5 separate regions of the Sus scrofa genome follow, and all the other regions are linked to region 4. A link is a contact called in public HiChIP or PLAC-seq and promoter capture Hi-C data. All regions are on one chromosome and are shown on one strand. The core of a region is the stretch at or near the end of the contact, and the rest is flanking DNA. Distances in the headings are between cores, read along the strand shown. Region 1 holds the start of RCL1 (RNA 3'-terminal phosphate cyclase-like protein). Region 2 overlaps RCL1 (RNA 3'-terminal phosphate cyclase-like protein). Region 3 holds the start of AK3 (GTP:AMP phosphotransferase AK3, mitochondrial). Region 4 holds the start of JAK2 (Janus kinase 2). Region 5 overlaps RCL1 (RNA 3'-terminal phosphate cyclase-like protein).

What was found. Promoter capture Hi-C pulls out the DNA fragments that hold promoters and counts their contacts. HiChIP or PLAC-seq counts read pairs in DNA pulled down with a chosen protein or histone mark.
Region 1: an H3K27ac HiChIP or PLAC-seq map of alveolar macrophages shows a contact between it and region 4. The contact joins the promoter of RCL1 here to the promoter of JAK2 in region 4. A contact is called at or near these places in 2 of 5 promoter capture datasets (fetal skeletal muscle and liver), 11 of 47 Hi-C or Micro-C datasets (adipose tissue, blood, embryonic fibroblasts and 4 more) and 2 of 2 datasets of contacts at active chromatin or transcription factors (alveolar macrophages and skeletal muscle).
Region 2: a contact with region 4 is called in a promoter capture Hi-C map of fetal liver, with 4 times the contacts expected there. The contact joins the enhancer-like site here to the promoter of JAK2 in region 4. A contact is called at or near these places in 3 of 5 promoter capture datasets (fetal liver, fetal skeletal muscle and liver), 4 of 47 Hi-C or Micro-C datasets (alveolar macrophages, fetal liver and liver) and 2 of 2 datasets of contacts at active chromatin or transcription factors (alveolar macrophages and skeletal muscle).
Region 3: an H3K27ac HiChIP or PLAC-seq map of alveolar macrophages shows a contact between it and region 4. The contact joins the promoter of AK3 here to the promoter of JAK2 in region 4. A contact is called at or near these places in 2 of 5 promoter capture datasets (fetal liver and liver), 23 of 47 Hi-C or Micro-C datasets (alveolar macrophages, blood, brain and 14 more) and 2 of 2 datasets of contacts at active chromatin or transcription factors (alveolar macrophages and skeletal muscle).
Region 5: a contact with region 4 is called in an H3K27ac HiChIP or PLAC-seq map of skeletal muscle. The contact joins the enhancer-like site here to the promoter of JAK2 in region 4. A contact is called at or near these places in 3 of 5 promoter capture datasets (fetal liver, fetal skeletal muscle and liver), 3 of 47 Hi-C or Micro-C datasets (embryonic fibroblasts, fibroblasts and skeletal muscle) and 2 of 2 datasets of contacts at active chromatin or transcription factors (alveolar macrophages and skeletal muscle).

What each region holds. Positions count from the first base shown.
Region 1 is chr1:217,203,700-217,206,399 of Sscrofa11.1, reverse strand. It overlaps RCL1 (RNA 3'-terminal phosphate cyclase-like protein), which reads left to right and starts at 1,440. Exons shown (of 9, transcript XM_001926437.4): 1 at 1,440-1,814. The coding sequence starts at 1,448.
Region 2 is chr1:217,166,290-217,168,989 of Sscrofa11.1, reverse strand. The region is part of intron 5 of RCL1 (RNA 3'-terminal phosphate cyclase-like protein); the gene reads left to right. Among named protein-coding and RNA genes, the nearest start is that of MIR101-1, 15 kb to the right of the region's middle. Within about 2 kb of position 1,424, at least 4 of the 83 cell types and tissues checked have an H3K27ac peak or open chromatin away from gene starts, as enhancers often do. A contact at or near this core is called in fetal liver, where this site is marked.
Region 3 is chr1:217,235,161-217,237,890 of Sscrofa11.1, reverse strand. It overlaps AK3 (GTP:AMP phosphotransferase AK3, mitochondrial), which reads right to left and starts at 1,330. Exons shown (of 5, transcript XM_021064132.1): 1 at 1,309-1,330. LOC106509181 (a long non-coding RNA gene) reads left to right here and starts at 870. Exons shown (of 4, transcript XR_001306485.2): 1 at 870-1,167; 2 at 2,725-2,730.
Region 4 is chr1:217,000,438-217,003,137 of Sscrofa11.1, reverse strand. It overlaps JAK2 (Janus kinase 2), which reads left to right and starts at 1,310. Exons shown (of 25, transcript NM_214113.1): 1 at 1,310-1,521; 2 at 1,909-1,987.
Region 5 is chr1:217,186,288-217,188,987 of Sscrofa11.1, reverse strand. The region is part of intron 1 of RCL1 (RNA 3'-terminal phosphate cyclase-like protein); the gene reads left to right. Among named protein-coding and RNA genes, the nearest start is that of RCL1, 17 kb to the left of the region's middle. Within about 2 kb of position 1,432, at least 3 of the 83 cell types and tissues checked have an H3K27ac peak or open chromatin away from gene starts, as enhancers often do. A contact at or near this core is called in liver and skeletal muscle, where this site is marked.

The sequences.
Region 1 (2,700 bases), core at 191-2,690, 200 kb before region 4:
CTTGCTTTGGTATCCCCCACAGCAGGATTCAAGGGAGGCCTCAGAGGTCTTGGAACTTTCAACTCTATTTCCTAAAAATTAGTCTCAGTAAATGTCAGTAGGGAGTTCCTGTTGTGGCTCAGCAGGTTAATAACTTGACTACTATCCCTGAGGGTGCGGGTTGATCCCTGGCCTCTCTCACTGGGTTAAGGATCTGGTGTTGCCGCAGTGTGGCTGTGGCGTAGGTCAAAGATGTGGCTTGGATCCAGTGTTGCTGTGGCGTAGGTCTTAGGCTGCAGCTCTGATTCAACCCCTAGCCTGAGAACTTCCATATGCCACTCTGAGTACAGCCCTAAAAAGATTACACAAAAAAATGGCAATAATGTAAATGGATTACCTACCTCCCTCAGTGGATTTCAGGGCTGATTCTGTTAAATTCTAATAACCTGTCACCCTATAAGAGCTTAGATCTCTCAGTGGATTCCTTGTAGCTGAATCTTATCCACATAGGGCTAGCTACCTTCTTTAATCTTACTCAAGCTCCCACCCCTTCCAGAGCTCCTTTACCTCCATGTATTCTGGAACTCATGATCTGGTGATATTATCCAAGAATGGCTGCAAGCCAACGTTATTGTGGTAACAGATGCTTAACTTTGTAGTCATTTGTTAACTGCATATCACTGAAGATTTTTGAGCAGAGAAGGGACATAATCCAATCTTTGGGAAGATTTTGGTGTGCAGGAGTAGAAGAGGTGCGTGTTTGTGTAAGTTGTATAACTACTCATTTTGAGGCATGTGGCATGGGAGGACCTGACTTGGCAGTAAGGGCAGTGACTGCAAAGGAAGAGACCGCTGTGAAAGAGGCAAAGCTTGGTGTCTCATAAGCAATGGCCAGGTGTCGGAAGACTCGGGTCCAGTGCATGCTGGCAGTGTCAGCCTTGCAATGTTTCTCGAATCTTTTCGCATGTGCAGGTCGGGAATGGTAGTACCTCGTAGGGTTATAGCGGGGAGTGAGGGGACGGCCGCTGGCTGGGCAATCAGTACGGTGTTTGCAACAGGGTAAAGCGCGCCAATCCTGTTTTCTTCTGTGTTAAGAAAACGGCGGAGATAATACCATCCACATCCCAGAGATTGCCGTAAATGGTGATGCTAAATACCAGGTACGAAGTAGGCACTCAAGCCCAGTTGGTCGCCTCCCATTGCCCCCACGCCGGGAGACACCCTCGGAGACTGGCGGGGTAGGCGAGCTCCCTTGCGTAGGCTCACTGGCCAGCCTAGCGCGCTCCTCCCGCGGAGCACTGTTGCTGGGGCCCCGGCAACGCCCAGCCCCAACACAAGCCAATAGTAGCAGGGCCCGGGCACCGCCCAGCTGCAAAACGGGCCAATAGCTGCGCGGCGTGGGCACCGCCCTGATCCAGCACGGGCCAATAGCAGTGTGGCCCGGTTCGGGGGGCCGCCCCCAGCGGGGATGGGAGGCGGAGAGGCGGTCACCCGCTCCGCCCCACTCCCCTCTGACCCGGTGTCTCGTCTCTCTGTCTTCCTGTTCCAAACCACGTGGACGCGCCGGGGGCTGCGGGGGCTGCGGGAGGGAACCTGGGCCGCCACAGCAGCTGTCGGCGCCACCCCAAGAGTCAAGACCCTCGCGCCCGTCCAAAGTCGCCTCGCCCCGGCCGCCCGCTCCTTTGCGGAGAGCGTGCACATGGCGACCCAGGCGCACTCCCTCAGCTACACGGGCTGCAACTTCTTGCGCCAGCGTCTGGTCCTGTCCACTTTGAGCGGGCGCCCCGTCAAAATCCGAAAGATTCGGGCCAGAGACGACAACCCAGGCCTTCGAGGTAACTCCGGGGTTGGGGAGCGCTAGGGGTGGGCGCTGAGCTGAAGAGAGACGGCGCTAATGCCCAGGGGGCCGGTGCGCGGGGAGCCTCGGGATCCTACGGGCGCGTGGGGGAGGGCTCATGGTTTGTACCCTCCACCCCCACCCCCGCACCGGAACGCGCGAGAGGCTGTGCGGGAGGAGGGGTTGAGCCCTGAGGGGTGCGCTCAGCTGCGCTCTGTGCTCGGTGGCGTCTACCCGCGCTGGTAGTAAACAGCTACACGTTTTCCCAGGTTTACGTGTCGCAGCAGATCCCAGGCATCGCCCCCTCACTTGTCTTCAGTCGGTCTTGCTCAGCCATAAATCTTTAAAGGAGAGAAGCAGTTTGTTGGAACGAAATGTGGTGAATGGGCAGATGTAAAGATGGAGAGAGATTTGGAGAGAAAAGTACCACTGATTGGTTCCGTCCTCTGTCCCAAAACAGGTCTCAGAAGCAGCTACCCCCTTGGATACTGGCTGTCCCTGTCGCCATGATTTCTCGGCTGCCCTCACACATCTTGGGTGTGGATTAAAGAATTTTAGAAAATTCTTTGTTTTCAGCCGCGATTGAGATTGATGTGTGCAGGACAAGAGCTTTGAAATAAATTTTTTAACAGTCATGGGCCTAATTGCCTTGACTTTAGTAAAGGGTTGGTGACAAGCGCTAAACTACAGGCTTCCAAGCTATTTTTGCCCTACAAAGATAGATGAAAAATAAGGCCCCATTTAAACCCACATCAAGGTTAATGGCTCCGAGTTTTATCTGGTCCCCTGGAATGACACATATATTTAAAAGCTTCTGCCTGGTTATCCCAAATTGGTAAAATCAGTTAAAGCAAAAAAGGAAAAAACAAAACAAAACCTATCTG
Region 2 (2,700 bases), core at 175-2,674, 170 kb before region 4:
GTTCAATTCCTGGCCTCGCTCAGTGGGTTAAGGATCTGGTGTTGCTGTGAGCTGTGGTGTAGGTCACAGACTTGGCTCTGATCTGGTGTTGCTATGGCTGTGGCCAGTGGCTACAGCTCCCATTCAACTCCTAGCCTGGGAACCACCGTATGCCTTGGGTGCAGCCCTAAAAAGACAAAAGACAAAAAAACAAAACAAACAAACAAAAAAAATTTATCACCTAGTGGTGATCATTTAGAGACAAAGATAATAGGGAATTATTGTGCCCTAAAGAGAGCCCATGTGGATAGTGACTGGGAGACGGGGGAGGGTTGCTTGCTGGTTTATAGAAGTCCTAGGGGCAGGAAGGCAGGATGACTTGGATGGCTTTGATGTTCCTTACTTATGCTCCTGTTCACATAGTAGCTACAGATGCTTAGGGTGGGTGTAATAGGATAGGTGGTGGTGAAGATAAGCACAGTTTTATTCATGTTGGGTTTAATGGTTGCAGGGGAAAAGGTTGCTAAGTCTAGAAAAGACTTATTAGAAATTAGGAATGAGAACTGTAACTTAGGGGTAAGGGGAGCTAGAAATAAATGGTTTAGACTCAGCTACCATGTAGAAGGCAGAGGGAGGCAGGAGGGTGGAACTCTGAGAGGGCACTAAGACTTGAAAGCAAAAGCGAAGTAAATTCTTCCAGGAAGGAAGTCTGTGGAAAAATGAGAGAGGTGAGAGGAGAATACAGAAAACCCAGCTTCTTGGAAGCCCTGGTCAGTGCCTTACAGGGCCCAGAGGAGTAAGCATTAGGATGGGGGCCAAGCTGAGGGGCTTACAATAGGCTGCTACCTGATAGCCCGGGAGCTCTTTCCAGAGTGGTAGAGACAGAGGTTATCCACCAGTACTGCATTGTAGAGTGACCGAGGGAGATGGTGAGGAGCCAAGGCCACTCTTTGAAGAATCTTGCCAGGAAAGTGAATAGAATGGAAGGGAAAGTGTTAACTTGAGGAGGAGAACTGAGACAATTCCCACCGTTTTTACTAGAAAGATTGTTAATGATTTGAGTGTTTTTATAGGTTGAGTAAAGTAGGTTTACATGTGAGGGAGACTGATAAAGTAACAAAGTGAGTAAAGCACTAGTGATGGAGTCACACAGATGTGGGTTCTAACTCTGGCTTTGCTAGTTACTGGTGGTAGGATTTTGGTCCCAAGCCGTGGTTGATGCATTTATCGTTGGACCCATTTATAATTGTGGAATTGTAATGAAGGTTACGTGACATAATAGATATGTCGTGTGTTTGGTATTTGGTAGATTGTGGCTACTGTTTTATTTTTGTAATTTGAGAGGGAGAAGATTGAAAACTGCAGACCTGTGGTAAAGAGGGCTCTAGATGGAGCTGTCTGACGATGGTTGGAAGGAGGTTGAAGGAGTTTTCAGTTTTTACCGAGTCAGGTTGGGTTCCATGATAAGGGGATCAGCAGGGGTTTGATAAGGGAATGTGCCAAGGATGGTAAAAATGTGCTATCACAGTGACATAGGGGGCCACTATGGCACTGGGCGGGAGTTTTGCCCACTGGGGCATAGTAACTGAAGATAAGAAAAAGGCTGTGGGACAGCAGTAAGGGCTCAGCTGAAGCTGAAATGTGGTGTCAGCTGTGTGGCCATGCAGCTGCATCAAGCAGCAGTTGGCAGTCTAGAAGGAGGAGTAGAGAAGGCAGGAGGGCCATTTTCATCCAGGGATGAAGGATGAGTGAGTCCGGCTGAAGGATGAGCTAGAGGGAGTATTGGTGAGGGTGTCATTGAAGTGATGGTTGGTGTGCTCCTTACTGAATAAGGGCAGCAGGATCTCACCAGCCTGGGAAAAGCACGTGGTCAAGGGGGTGGTCACACAGAGTTCGATAGAGATAGGCAGGTGTGCTGTGTAGAACAAGAAATTGTGTTGAGGAAATTGTGTTGGGGGTTTCAGATATTAAAAGTGGTAGAATTCTAGGTGCCAGCAAGATCTGGCTAAGGGCAAGTGTTGGTGTCGGGGCCAGGGGCTGGGGAGGAGGCAGCTGCCTAGGGTCAAACCATAGCTTTTGTTGGAGGAATGTCACAGAGTAGGGTAAACCACAGAGTATGCTTCTTGGGGTAATAGGGGGCTTAAAGTCAAGTTTTGTATTTATCAGGAGGTTTTGGGGTGGTCCTACTTGGAGGAAAAGATGTATGGAATGGACTCACTTTTCTGAGGCTCAGATGTTAGAATGAACAGTGTGTAGTGAGGACAGAGTAGGGTGGGTTGCATCGCTGCAGTGCAGAGAGAGCCATTGTCGAGATAAAAGATGAAACTTGAGGTGCTGCCCAAGTTCTTTGTAGGGATCATCAAGGACGGAAGAATTTATAACAAAACTTCTCTGGATTGTGGTCTGTTCTTTACATGGCTGTCCCTGGGCCCACCTGTGTGCCTATAAGGAGAAAATGGGTAGGTGGGGGAGAAATGGTTCCTGACCTGGGGGGCCCCAGGTTGATGAATAGTTACATTGACATCCCGAGGTGATGTTCAACTCATGATTCTCCAATTCTGAGGAGGTAGCAACAGATTATAGAGAAATGGAAATGTGAATTGAGTAGAGGGGTTTTGGGTTTTTTTTTTAAACTAAATATGCCTGTTCTGCCTGACCCATGTCAGTTATTTATAGCTCCACCTCATTCTCCTTAACCCTGTATTCACTGCATGAAGCATT
Region 3 (2,730 bases), core at 81-2,580, 230 kb before region 4:
GTCTCCCTACTGGGCGGCAATTGGAAGATGCTGCGCCCATACCCCAGACCCCCATACCCCAGACCCACATTCCCGGGACCCACTTCTCCGCCCCTGTCCCTCCACCCACAAATCCCACCCAGGCGACCGTGAACCGCTGCCCTTCCCGCCCCGGCTCCCACCTGTGCCCCGAAGCATATTGTCTCGGAGCAGGTCCCCACTGGAGAGGTGCTTCAGCTCGAAGTGTTTGGTGATGCGCGAGGACACAGTGCCCTTGCCGGAGCCGGGCGCCCCCATGATCGCTGCGCGCAGTAACCGCGCAGACGCCCCCATGGCCGCAGAGAGAGGCCTGGGCTGCGCGAACGATGGGGATTCGGCCTGGCTACGCTCTCACCCGCTCGGTGGTCCGCGGCTGAGCAGCTGGCAGCGCTGCGAGCTGGCGTCGGCCTCAGCTCTCAGGCGAGCCCGGAAGTGAGGCGATAGGCAACCGAGCAGCCCCGCCCGCCTGCCCCCAGCGACTCGGGGCACCCCCTCCCCCTCGCCCGGCCCAGCCCCGCCCGCGCAAGTCGAGCGCAAGCCTCGCCCCCTCCGCGCTTCCTGTGAGACCTCTGTGGGCTCCTTCGCCGACCCGCGCGACCCACGTCCCTTAGCGCCTCCTCCCCACTCGCCGGCTTCCCTCTGCACCTCTTTTGCGCCTCCAGGCACCCCCCCCCCCGGCCCCTGAATACCCCCTACTTCCCTCAGGTCCTCACCTCGCACCTGTCAGTGCCTTGCCCTGTCCTGCCCAGTCCCAGCCGGGGAGACCTCGTCCGGTTCCTCGCACACTTGGCCACTCCTCCCGCGTCCCCTTCTGAACCCTGGGCCCCGCTCTGCGCCCCTTGGTTACTGGATATCATCCTTACCTGCCCCCCGCCTGACACCCTTGACGCACCTTTCACGCCGTGCCCAGTGCTGCCGAGTCCCAGAGAGAGGGTCTACCGTGCCGCCCGTCAGGTGCCCTTCCCAACTCCAGCCCCCTCCCCCGCGCGACCCCTACTTGCGGCCCCCTCGCCACCACTGCCCCTGGGTTCTCAGAGTCATCAAACGCTCCCCTTCTCCCCGCCCCCAGCCTGCAGATTTCTCCCTTCCCTTCTCTTCCTCAGTTGCCCTGCGACTCTTCTCCCTGGCTTTCTCGAGCTAATTTTTAAGGTACGTTTATCATAGTGGGTAGAATCACAGTGGGTGACAATGAGCCGATAGGGCCTTCCTCTTCATTTCCCACGAGAGGAATCTAAGTTGAAATTGAGTGAGGTGCTCCATGTCATAGGTCTATTGAGGGGTGTCTCTTACCTCCTAGGACCACACTTTGGGATTCAAAAGTAGTTGTTGCTTGCACTCAGCTGAGCTTGAAAGTATTGGCTCTTCCACAGGCTCCATTTTTTGCCTGTGGCAATACACTGATTACATAAATATTTTTTCAGTAAAATGTCTGCTCCTTAGAATTGAAAGTTTAGTGGTTGAGGCAGATCGTAACAAGGAAACAGAAATATTTGAAGGATAATTTGAGCTCATACTCCGAACAAAACAAAACAATGTGTGGAGATGGTCAGTAAAGCTTTGAAGAAATGGCATTTGCTCTCAGCACTAAATGGGAAGGTGGAGGGAAAGAGACAAAGGCAAGGGGAAAAAACCCTAGAGATGGAATATTTGGTGTGTTCCAGGAAGAGAAACACAAGGCAAAAAAATTGAACCTATTTCCTCTGTAAAATGGGCATGGAAGTTGTTAAAACTGTGTAAAGTACAATGCCAGCTGCAGGGTAGTGTTCAATATTACGTTAAAGTTACCCATCATTGCTATCATTTCTCTGTGTCAGGACATTATACTAAGGCAGAGAGAAGGCTCTGTGAAAAATAAACAAGTGCCACCTTCCTCAGAAGTTACCAAACGTGTGGCCCCAAACTGCTTTTCAATTTAAAAGATAGAAATTATTTCAGAGAGAGGTGGTAAGGGAAAGTGTGCTCCCCAGTGAACCTGAGCTTGGTGAATGGGTGGGGGGATTTAATAGGTAGACAGTGCTGTAGTTGGAAAGATATTTAGTAGCTCGTACATATTTTATTACTAGGAGAGAATGAAGATGAATTAACATTCAACTCATGTAATTAGAAAAAAAAGATTAAAAAAAATAATAACCCATGGAAAACAGGAAGGGATTAAGCAAAGAAAAAGAACATAAATGAAAGTACCAGAAAACTTAAGGAACAGAACTAACAAAAGAATGAAAAAGTCTGGACAAGTAGAAGTTACGAAACACCGGAGAACCTGAAGGTGTGTAGAGAGTCCTAATTTCCAAAGCCAGGAACATTTGAGGGTTTGGCTGCAAAGAGATCTGAAAGAAAATCCTGGGAGATATTTAGCTTAGAAAGAAAACAAACAACTGAGAAATCATTCTGTCATAGGGGAGGAAAAGCTGAGTGTTGTGGTCATATCACCAGGCCCCACAGAGCTGCAGCTTTGCTAAAGTTTGTTGATTATGACCGAGAAATGAATAAGTAACTGCCAGACTGAGAAATCTCTTGGCAACTGAGCTTAGCGCAGTCATTTGGCTGTGCACACACATTCGTTTGGGCTGGTTCTTCCCCCTTCAACTTGCCCTAGTGGTAAACACACTGAGCTCAAACTAAACATTAATACATTGGGAAGGGTGAATCAAAAAGAGATTTATGAAGTGCTCATATGTTGGGGCTTGCCCTCTAACACTCCTGCAGAGGCCC
Region 4 (2,700 bases), core at 61-2,560:
GTCTTTGCCTTTGCTAGTGTTTCTGCATGAAACTCTTTAGCCAGATAGGCACAGGACTGGCCTATTCTCATCATTCAGATCTCTGCTCAAATGTTACTCTGGGAGGTCCTTCCTGGTCACCCTAACTAAAATAGCACACCGCCTCCTCACTTCCTGCTCCTTTATTTTGTGTTATTTTTCTACTGGCAGTTATACTCTTGCACATTATACGTTTAAGGTATTTTTGTCGCTTTATCAGAATACAGGCTTCAGTAGGGCAAGAAGTACGTGGGTTGTGTTCACATAACATCCTTGGGGTCCTACAGCTTGGCACACAGTAGGTGCTCTGTAAATATTTGTTGAATGAATGGATGACGCCCTTTGGGACAGTGTAAGTTGTTTCTCCTCATTTGGCGGCCTTGTTGCCAATCCGCAGGCATCCAGGCACCGCTTCCCACCCTCACCCCGTTCCAGCAGATGTGACTGATTGGAATCAGGCGCTCGGAACTGCACAAGCACGAAACGGTGCGTGTGAACGCGTTGTCCAACCCAGGGCCCTACTTATCTCCGCCCAGCGGCCCGGACTGGGGGACAGGTTTGAGCACCCCAAAACGTGGAAGCAAAAGCAGAAAAAAGACAACAGTGGCGGGAGGGGAAAGTCTCTGTGTGGTGCCAGGTTGTGCGCAGGGGGCGCCTTCCCGGCTGGGCTGACTCATTCCCAGCCGCCTCCACGGCGGGCGGCGGCCACGTTCACGCCCATCTGCTGAGGGCCGGGCCCAGCGTCAGCTGAGCTCTGGCGTGCCCCAGGGTCCTGCTAGCTCTCCCCAGCTCAGGTTCCCCGCCCGCTCACGCTCTGGGGCAGCTGCGGGAATCTCCGTGCACACCCGCGGGGTTCCTGTGAAGCCAGGGCCCTGGGTAGCCAATCCCCCTCGCCCCGTGACGCGTGCGGTGAGAAGCCCCGCCTGGGTGGAGCTGCGCACGCGCAGTCGCGGAGCGCGCGCCAGGCCCCCGCCCCCGCCCTGCTGCGCCGCGGCCTCAGTCAGCCTGGATCAGGGAGCCGGACTGGAGGCCTCCTGGGAGCTTGAGTCGCACGTAAATAGGGCTTTCTAGCCAGAGTCGCCTGCGGCGCTGCGAAGAAGGTGTAGCCAGGGAGAGGGTGGAGCCAACGACTGTGACGGGCTTCCCGACTGCCCGAAGTGGGAGTGGTGGGGTTGCAGGAAGGAGAAAGGAAGAGAAGCAGAAGAGGGCAGCAGCGGCTGCCACTAACGGCCTCCCTGGGCGCTGACAGGCTGGGTCGGCGCCCAGTTCGCTGGGCAGTTCGTGCCGCCGCCTCGGCCGCTCGGCCCCTGGGCCCGGACTTGTGGCGCGGGGCGAGGCGGAGGGCTGCTGTCGCCGCGCAGGCAGAGGCCGGGTCCTCGCGGCCGAGGCATGTGAGTAGGAGCCGAACCCACACCGGAGAGCCCCGGAGGGCCCAGCCTTCGGACGCTCGGACCCTTGCTCCCTCCGGGGTCTTCGCGGACCGTGGCTGGCCGGAAGCGTCGGGTAGGAGCAGTGTCTGTGAGCTTGGGGGGGCGCGTCCTCGTCGCCTGATCCGTGTGGCGGGTGAATGTTATTGCTGCCCGGACTCCGGGTGGTGGGCAGCACTTGTTCTCTGCATCCTCCCTCCCACCTCTAATCCCTGCTTTTCTCCTGCTAGTGGCTGTAAACTTCTCGGCAAGAAAATCCTCCTCTTTAAAAGGAAACCTACAACGGAGTGTCTTGGTGTTGATGTTGCATCCTGTGCCTGTTAGTCCATCTCCCACTTTACTTAGCCATCTTTAAAATTTTGTAGACACCTAGACAGCCTAGAAAAGAGCATCTCTTTTCCTTGGATTTCTGCAGTGGTAACTGCCCTGTTTTTATTTTATTTTATTTTATTTATTTATTTAGGTTTCGGAAGCAGGCAAGGGAAGATGTGATCTGTTTCTCTTCTGCAGAAAAAGAGGCCCTTCCTCCCCTTCCCGCGAAGGTGAGTGTGCGATCCTGGCTGCTCTTTTTCGCTGTAAAGACTAGGGTGTCTCGAGCGTGCGTAGGAAGGTTGGAAGCTGTGTCGACAAGCAGGGCTCATTGTTGCTTACTCCTTTGAAAACGACAGTGCTGAACTTTGAATGTTGGTTTGGGAGGGTGATTTGGGGGTTTGTTGTTGCTCTTGGATCCTTTAAGAAACATTCATTGTTTCTCTGCTGATTGTACATTGTTTTTCTTTGTAGAGAAATCGTTGTCAGTTACCCTTTCTCAAGCAGCCAGAGATTCTTAATCTTTCAAGGAGGAACGTTTTCAAGTAGCAAGAAATACCTATTGAGAGGACACCTTAGCTGCTTTTGCTGGGGTTTCTGCTACTACATTGAATGCTTCCTGGATGGTTTTATCTTCCCAAGTTAGCTGTGTCGGTTGAATTTACCCATTTTGCTTTCCGGTGGTTAATAATCTGTCAGGAGAAACTCCTTTTTTTTTTTGAATGAAAGGATAGAGGCAGCTGAGTATGTCATAGAGGGGAGGAGAAATGTGGGGAAGGACACTAGAAGTGGAATTAAGAGTGATGACGATGGCTTTTGGTTTCGTAATAGGTTTGTTCGAGTGAGTTGTTGGGCTGCTGCAAATATTCTAGTACAACACCCAACAGATATGAAGATGAATAATCAACCTTTGGCCTCTGTTTCCCTACTCCCTTAACCTTTTACC
Region 5 (2,700 bases), core at 183-2,682, 190 kb before region 4:
AGGCAAGGAATCCTACCCATCTTGTCTCAATGAAGTTTGAGATTTGTTTTAATATTATTAGGTGAACTCAAGAACTTTTTTGTACCAGGTGATGGAGCTATATCTTCACTGTTGCCAGGATTCCTGAACTAGCTCTATGTTTGGTTCTTTGAACTACTCCTTCTAAAGTATCTGTTTACTGTGATCTGGGGCTGGTCCTGCCTGGAGGTCTCTTTTGGTGCCTGTTTTCGTCTTAGTTGTATTTCTCTGTTGGGTGTTTTTAACTGTGTTCATGCTCAAGAGCCCTTGTGGATTGAAAAAAACTACTTCCAAAGTAATTTTGATTTCTTCTCTTTCCTAATCTCTAAAAGCTATAGGGTTTATAATCTTGGGCTTTATTCATAAATGCTTGTTCCTCTCTCCCATTTAGGCACCCTGCAAGCTTGAGCAAAATAAGAGTTTTCTGTTTTTCTGCAGAATACTTTACATTTTCTATAAACTTAGGTAGAAAGTGGCATTGTGTTATAGATGATGCCTACTTTTAAAAAGCATATTTTGTATGAAAAGACCATAAAAATAATTTCTAGTTCAGTTTTGTAGTTGAGTTACTTCTGAACTTTTGTGATACTATTTATACTGCAATCTTATATACATACAAATATGTGTAAAACTTAAGACTAAAATTTCGTGAACAGTATTCTTACTATATAATTTTGATACTGTTTATTCTGTTCTGATATCATTAAAAATAAATGTTGAGGAGTTCCTTTTGTGGTTAACGAATCCTACTAGGAACGATGAGGTTGCAATTTCGATCCCTGGCCTCGCTCAGTGGGATAAGGATCTGGCATTGGTGTGAACTGTGATGTAGGTCGCAGACATAGCTTGGATCCCACGCTGCTGTGGCTGTGGTTTAGGCTGACAGCTGTAGCTCCAAGTTGACCCCTAGTCTGGGAACTTCCATATGCTCTGGGGGCGGCCCTAAAAAGAAAATAAATAAATAAATGCATGTTGATTGGGGATTTGTTAAATTGTCTTCAGGATTCTAGTAAATCACTGCCTACAGTTGAAAAGTACCATGATTTTGCAGAGGAAGATGTCGAGTCTGAGGGGTTTAACTGAGTTAAGCAAACCAGTGTCGTGGTGTGGTTAAGAGCATGGACTTTGGAGAAGGGCAGACTTGGGTTCAAATCCAGTCTCTGCCACTTGCCAGTCGTTTAACCAGGACAAGCTAATCAGCATTCTTGGGCCTCAGCCTTCTGTAAAATGGGAAATGCTTCCTGAGGGGTTATGAGGATTAAATAAGGTAAGCATTCATACAGAGCTGCTGTTACTAGCCATTATGCCTTGTTTCTGGACTTAAGGGAGTTTCTCTGACTTCTAGCCGAGTGCTCTTTGTACAGATTGCAGAATATGTTATGACAGGAGTTATGGGACAATGTTAAGTAACGGAACAGGTGGATGGGAATTGCTTAGTTGATCTGCTGACCCTTTGGGATCAGTTTAGGTGACTGCTAAGGTCTGTGCTTGCAAACTCTGCTAATTTATTATAGGAGTGGGAACTGGGAAAGCGTCAGGCTGTCACCATGCCTTCAGTGCGGAAGACTTTGTCTTTCTGTCCCTGTTCATGAGAGGGAGGTTAAAATTAAAGCGTGTGTGTGCGTGTGTGTGTAAAATCAACTCAGGAGAAGGACAGAGGACCTGTACTCTTCATTCTACCTCTTCTTGCATTTCACATTTAAGATATACTCCCTCATTTTTTAAAGAATAACCAGCTTTTATATTTTAGGTAACAATTTATTCATGAAAGTAATTGAAGCAAATTTGAACATTAAAATTTAAACAAGAAAATGAAATTCACACAAAGTCCTACCATGAAGAAAAACCTGTTTATTAATATATGATGTTGTTTCTTCCAGTCTAAAGGTGGCAATAATACTGTATATTCAAGCATCTTTGTAATAGAATTAAAAACTGGAGTGTTAGATAGCTTTAGATCAGTAAGATGATAGAAGAAGGAGAGGGACACTTTGTTGAATGGGAGAGACAGTAATCCCTTACTGTCTCTGAGACGGAGAAGTGAAGTGGCCCTGGATTTAATCTTCCTATCAGATATTCTAGAGCAAGTAAGAACTTGACTTTAAAATTCTTTCCTGGAGTTCCCATAGTGGCTCCAGGGTTTATGAACCTGACTAGCGTCCATGAGGATGCCAGTTCGACCCCTGGCCTCGCTCAGTAGGGTTAAGGATCTGGCATTGCCATGAGCTGCCATATAGGTCACAAACAGGGCTTGGATCCCTCATTGCTGTAGCTCTGGCATAGGCCAACGGCTACAGCTCCGATTTGACCCCTAGCCTCGGAACCTCCATATGCCATGGGTGTGGCCCTAAAAAGACAAAAAAAAAAAAAAAAAAAAAAGCCCCCCAAACTCTTTCCTACTTTCTGCCATTTCACCTTTTTTTGGCACACACCTCTGAGGTCTGAAGAACAGGTGGATATTATGCTGCTGAAGTTAATATCCTATTACAGTGCTGATAGAGTTGCTATTTTTGTGGAATATGAAAGCCGAATTGTTTCTCCTAGTTCTACTAAACATGTATGTGCTAGAAAGTGCTTTTCAGCTGCTTCATATTCCATAGTGAAGCTCAGTGAAGCTCGTCAGGTCCTGAGAAGAACCCAGGTGTGATGCAGGAAGAAACCTACCCTGCACTGCAGTATTTG